Linked DNA regions of Mus musculus: region 1 is linked to region 2. The links are chromatin contacts, called in public promoter capture Hi-C maps. All regions are on one chromosome and are shown on one strand. The core of a region is the stretch at or near the end of the contact, and the rest is flanking DNA. Distances in the headings are between cores, read along the strand shown. Region 1 overlaps Tmprss4 (transmembrane protease, serine 4). Region 2 holds the start of Mpzl2 (myelin protein zero-like 2).

Evidence for each region. Promoter capture Hi-C pulls out the DNA fragments that hold promoters and counts their contacts.
Region 1: a promoter capture Hi-C map of liver shows a contact between it and region 2, with 3 times the contacts expected there. The contact joins the enhancer-like site here to the promoter of Mpzl2 in region 2. A contact is called at or near these places in 4 of 39 promoter capture datasets (embryonic stem cells, liver and macrophages), 1 of 484 Hi-C or Micro-C datasets (bone marrow-derived macrophages), 2 of 115 datasets of contacts at active chromatin or transcription factors (bone marrow-derived dendritic cells and microglia) and 3 of 9 other capture datasets (adipose tissue, liver and macrophages).

What each region holds. Positions count from the first base shown.
Region 1 is chr9:45,180,649-45,183,657 of GRCm38.p6, forward strand. It overlaps Tmprss4 (transmembrane protease, serine 4), which reads right to left. Exons shown (of 13, transcript NM_145403.3): 5 at 2,530-2,659; 6 at 2-103. Among named protein-coding and RNA genes, the nearest start is that of Gm39327, 13 kb to the left of the region's middle. Within about 2 kb of position 1,368, at least 39 of the 459 cell types and tissues checked have an H3K27ac peak or open chromatin away from gene starts, as enhancers often do. A contact at or near this core is called in adipose tissue, bone marrow-derived macrophages and liver, where this site is marked.
Region 2 is chr9:45,040,683-45,043,768 of GRCm38.p6, forward strand. It overlaps Mpzl2 (myelin protein zero-like 2), which reads left to right and starts at 1,662. Exons shown (of 6, transcript NM_007962.4): 1 at 1,662-2,112; 2 at 3,018-3,086. The coding sequence starts at 2,055.

The DNA of each region.
Region 1 (3,009 bases), core at 118-2,617, 140 kb after region 2:
CCTGCTTCCATTCTGCACCTGAAGTTCCTGGCTGTTTCCTGTGACTTGAGCAACAGGGAGGTTCTGATCTGGACGGATCTCCACTGCTCTGAAAGCGGGCTGGCTGTGGTAGGAAGAGTGAACTGTGAGCTGGGGCAGAGGATGAATTACATGGCAGAAAGAGCCCCTGCTCCCAGAGGAGGGGGCACAGGTTAGTGGGGCACGGCTGGCTGGCTTTGCTGGATAGCAGGAATAGTCCCCACATCAAGGCAGGCTGCCGTGGCCTCGCTTTCCTGGGCAGGGACTCCTGGCCCAGAAGTGGAGCTCTGCAGAGGACTAGGGGCCTGCTTTCCTCACACCCAGCTCTGTCCCTGTCTCAGATGTCCCAGTATCTCGTTAGGGTCACATCAGCAGGAGCAAAGAAGCAAGGGGACCCAGATGAACTCCTGTCTCAGCACAGAGGGAACTGGAGTGTGGACATTTGGTTTTCCATATAAGGGGCCTGGAGACAGGAGAAGCCTGGATCAATTCTTATAAGAGTCTGGATGGAACTTCCTGAAACTTGGACCGCCCTCTCCCTTCCTTTCTGCTAATCCATGTTTGTCTTCTTTCAAACTCCATATTCAAGTCTTCCTCCTCCAGGAAGCCTTCCTTAACTATTCTGTTCTCTGGCTCTTTCTTCACTAAATTTTCGTCTTTTGGATTTCCCCCTTCTTCTCCAGTCTGTCCTCTCAGGTCAAGCTTTGCATAGATATCTGGGGTCAATTCATGTCCCTGGCTGGCTAGTCCACACTCAGATAGGACTGCAAACACTTTCTTGATGAACTAGGTGCTGGAGCTGGGATGACCAGAGTCTGTCTACAGAGCTCCCAAGACTTAAGTTCCAATATGCCGGATTTGACACCAGTTTGGTGTGTGACCATGGGCAAGTCATGTTTGTCCTATGTGTCTCCCCAAGTCCCAATTTTCTCCATAAAATGATGCATGAGCCAGGTGGTCCCTGACTCCTACACTGGACCACCTATGGCTTTGCATTCCTAGGTCAGAAAAGTTTCCTTCCAATCCAGGTAGGAAAGAAAGCAGAGAGATTTGAGCAGAGAGTTCTGACCCAGAAGGAGAGAGGAGGCTGTCAGTAAACACGCCCAGCAAAGCTAACCTGGGCAGTGATGTAATGAACTTTGATATCCTAGAGCTGAAGAAAGAGGCCAAGTGGTGCTGACTGGTGCTTCAGTGCTTTCTAGAAGTGTAGGAAATCTGGGAGTCTACCACTTTAAGAACCTCAGGAAACTCCGGGTTTCATAACTGAGACAGCCTGCTGCATCTGGTCCAGCTGACGCTGCAGTGGGCTGGACTGCAGTGGGGGAGGGGATGGCTGCAGGGGAAGTAGAGGACAGCAGGTACTGGGCATGCTGTCCTTGGAAATGAGGTGACAGGTGTCCCTTTTCTAGACAGTGCTGGGAGTTCTCCTCCTCTGGAGGGAAGAGAGCAGGACCTTTACAAAGAAGGGTCAGAGGGACAGAGGTCATATGGATTCATTCTGGCTGCCCAGAACATCTACTGTACAAAACCTTGAGGCTGCTTTAGGGATCTATGGGGAGAACTGTGATCGACAGGCAATGTCTGTCTGAGGCAGACTGCTAGGGAGAGTGTGACCCCTGCCTGCAGCAGATCACCTGGGCTCCTTTCAGGTAGGCTCCTCGAGGGATCAATTCTCACTCTCCTTTCCTTCGCTGGTGAAGCCTTGTGAGTAGAGAGAATTCGATGTACAAACAGACCACTATGAGAACTCATGGTGTCCAGGAATGGGTTAAAGCAGGTACAGATTCTAACCTCTACCTCCCAGCTTCTGCCTGAGCAAGCTGCTTCTTCTCTGAGAGCCCGCTTCTAACACAGATTTAATAATAACCATGCTTTGAGCTGTCTGCCAAGATCAAATGAATATAACTATATGTAATGCTAATTACCCTTCACATACCTTCCTACCACTCCTGCTTCGCACTTCCATGAGAGAACTGGGCCTCTGGTGATGGCCCCAACAGAACCAGGCTAGTCCTTGCTATTTTTGTTTTCAAGTGCAGAGAACAGAACTCAGGGCTTTGCACGTGCTAGGTAAGTGCTCTACCCCCAGAGCTACACCCCCAGCCTTCCTGCCTGCTAAATTTTAACCTAGATGACTTTGCATATGAAATGTTTTTTGTGTGTGTTATGGTTGGGGAAGACTTCTCACGAAAGGGCAAAGGAGAGGAAGTTGGGGAGAAAAGAAAACTCTTATAAGATTGACATTAGTAACTCTGAGGAAACTGACGCTGGGGAATTATCTCTATGCTCTTTGTTAATGAAAGTGCTGGGATTCAAACGTGGTTCTTTATAAATCCTGTGTCTGTGTTTTTAGGGAAAGGAAATAGGAAATAAAGGAGGGAGGGAGGGAAGGAAGAAGAGAGGCAGGCAGGCACAAAGGAAGGAAGGATGGAAGGAAGGAAGGAAGGAAGGACGGCAGGCAGAGAGGTTGCTGGCGTGAGGTGACAGCTTCCTATGGCCCCGATTGAGTACCTGTCATAGCCCATCTGTCTGCAGGCTGTCTTGGCCAGTGCTTCTGTGAAGTTGTCGAAACAGACTGAGGCCCAGGTCCCTGTGGCTGCATCCAGCACCTGCAGGGTGGATCTGTCCTTGGAGAGCCGGACTAGGAGGGAAGGCGCCTGGGTCAGCTGGAGGGTAGGGCCACTTTATCCAAGACCCTTGGAACATGTCATGAGACCAGCCCCCTCCCTTGCCGCTGCTCCCCAACCCAGAACTGAGGACATGTTCAACCTCAAGGGAAGTTCTTCCAGTTGACTAGAGCCTAATTTGGATGGCAGCTACGGGAAAACTTGACCAGCTGCCCAGGGACAACGACTGACAGCCTCTCTTTCTGCTCAGATAAGTATCAGCTTCGATGACCACTGACAAAATTGCTTTACCATGGCCTACACAGCTCCCCTGGTTTGGGGAAGCATCTCAGCCAGGGACCTGGTAGCTTCTCTATGAAAGGTC
Region 2 (3,086 bases), core at 412-2,911:
AGGAGCGCTTTGGTGCCAGCACGCAGCTGACCTCCCTCTGGGGCAGCCCCTGCGCTCCCCAGAGTAATGAGTAGGTTTGGGCGAGTGTCTGCCCGTTTGTTCCATCTCTCCTCCACACTTTTCTTTTTCCTTCATGTCAGTAATTTACCCCTCTTTGGGTGGAATGCTTTTATTTTATCGCCTGCTCGATAGGACCCAGGGTCCTGGGTACTCACTTTGTCCTTGAGCTGCTAGACCCCTAGCCTGACGTTTCTTTATTTTTCTACCCAGTCTGGCCCTTGCTTCCCTCCTAGCAGCACCCTTTTTACCGGGGTTCAGATAGAAGACTGTGGTACGGATCACGGAATAGTTTCTAGATAGCTAATCCAGGGATAAGGGCGATTCAATTGTATTCAGTGTCCCATCCCCCATCTAGCTTACTTCTTTAAAAATTTAAATTACATTTTAACTAGTCTTTCCCTCCCTCTCCCCTCCCCCACCCCGTGTCTCTGTCTCTCTGTTGCATGTGTGCATGTGCACCATAGCGCGCGCGCGCGCGTGTGTGTGTATGTGTGTGTGTGTGTGTGTGTGTGTGTGTGTGTGTGTGTGTAGGTCAAAAGGCAGTTTTCAGGGTTTGATTCTCTCCTTCTACCACGTGGGTTCCTTAGACCGGACTCAGGTGGCCAGGCTCCTTGGCTTGGTGCCAATACTTATGTCGTAGCCTCCACCCACTTTTTAACTGCATTCGGTCTTGGTTGCCTCTGTTTGCCAGCTTGCTGTTGTGCCTCTTACCAGATGAAGCCCTTTATCTCCGCGTTTCAGGCCTCTCAGATAGGTGGCTGTCCTCAAAATGGCAGTTGAAATCTGGGGCACAGGAAAGGTTTTCTTTTCCTTGAGAGTTCACTGATCACCCCTATCAGGCTTTTGGTTTGTGGGCAGGGAACTCACGCAAGTCAGGAAGCTTCCCATGGGGCTGTGGGTGTAGCTCCGTGCCAGAACACTTGCTTAGTAAGTACAAGGTCATGAGTTTAGTCCTGAGTATTGCCAAAGCTGGGCAGTGACTCCCCAACTTCAAGGTCCAGCCTGGGCTACATGGTGAGACAGTCTCAAACAATAACATAGAACACACAAAGATTATGGGCAATTGCTTCCCTCCTGAGCGTTTTTTTTTTTTTTCCTTCCAGTACAGGGTTTCTCTCTGTAGCCCTGGCTGTCCTGGAACTCACTCTGTAGACCAGGCTGGCCTCGAACTCAGAAAGAACTCAGAAATTCGCCTGCCTCTGCTTCCCAAGTGCTGGGAGTAAAGGTGTGCGCCGCCACCGCCAGGCTCTAAGAGGTTACTCTTTACGCTGTTAAAATGGTATTCCTTTCCATAGGATTGTGGAGAGAAAAGGATGCCCAGAAAAGTCCTTTGCAAACTGCCCTAAGCTGGGAGAAAGGAGCAGGGGAGTTGCTCTGAGCTGAGAAAGGAACCAGCATTGAGACTTGGTTTCTTTCTGCTGAGTCTCAGGAGAGCCTGTTCACACCAGAGGGTCTCAAGGAATTCCCAGAACTGATGGGTGCGGTGAGTCAGGCCCTAGGCTGATTCCAAGGACAGGAATCACTGCAAAACTTTCAATGTTCACTTCCTAGGCAAGACTAAAGTCTGTTTTAAAAGGGTGTGTGTGGGCCAAGTTCAGAGCAGTCTGGGACATTTCAAACTGGCACCACCTCCTCTGGCTGCTTGTGAGGCCATCCGGAGGCCAGGGCTCGGTCAGATGAACGGAAAAGTAAAGAGAGGACCGCAGAGTCTGAGACCTTTGCGCAGAGGGCTGGAGTGTGGAGAGGGGCGGGAGGGAGAATCAGGAGGAGGGCGCTGGGTGCGGAGGCCCCACCTTTCATTCCAGAGCTGTACCGGCCGGGGCGGGATGAGTCACGACTGGTTGGCTCCGCTGTGCGCCTTCCCATAGGTGAGGGACTCGGACCTCTCCGTGGGTAAACTGTGCCGCCTGCTCGTCCTAGCCTTGGCCTTGGTTGGGTGCTGGAGTCCTGGGTCTGCCGGGTTTGGCCTCTGGGGCCACGACTGGCTTTCCCTGATGTATGGCAAGAGCCCCGCGCTTGTGCTTCCACTTCTCCTGAGTTTACAGCTCACAGGTAAGAACTGGCGGGCTTCTAGGATTTTCTACCATTGCCGCCCATTCTGTAAAGACAGAGCTCATGGCTTGAAGAAATCTCAAGGGCTCCGTTGGGAGATCGTGCCCCAACTGCAATTCGTTCTAGTCCAGACTTCGCCGAAACTTCAGTTCGGTGGGTTGCTTTGGGGCAGTACTTTGGGCAAACAGGTTTAGGTGTGTTTGGCCGCCCGTGATTGAGGCACACAGAGGGCTTTCTGATCTCAGGTTACACACCATCTTTGTGTGGCTGCTCTCAACCTCGGGCTGCTGGCTAGATTTGGCCCTTGGATTTCCGTGGGAGGATTTTGTCTGCGACTCCCTGCAGCACCAGAGAGCAAACCTGGATTGTCAGAGCGAGAGTCCCGCTGTGGTTTTGAAGCTGTCCCAACCAATGCACGTACCAGACTTGTAAATAAGCCACGTGGTGTAAGGCTTCCAGGGGTGCAGGCAAGCGCAACTGCTGGGGTGGATTGACCTGCAGGCTAGCAGCAGCCCCAAGTCTACATGTAGGAAAACTTCCCTGCTTGGAGACTTCTTTTTTCCACAAAACAAAACAAAACAAAAAAACATACTGTGTTGCTTGATCGTAATACGCCACGTCTGACCAACGTTTGGATTTTTGTTTCTTCTTTCCATCTCCTTTGCTGATGTTTGTAGTTTCTGGTTATAGTTCTGAAATTGGTGCGGTAAGGCTGTGAAGAAAGTGAGAACACCAGGTAGTTTTACCTCTAATTGGCCCTCGGGATGGGAGGGTCAAAGCTGTGTGCAGGCAGGAGTATGTAGACTCCTGGTGAAGTGAATTTGAAGGTTGGCTTACTTGGAAAGTGTCAGCGTTTTTTTCTCAATGATACACCACTGTTAACCTCTTCCTTCCCTCCATTGCAGCCCTTTGTCCTACAGAAGCTGTGGAAATTTACACCTCCGGGGCCCTGGAGGCAGTCAACGGGACAGATG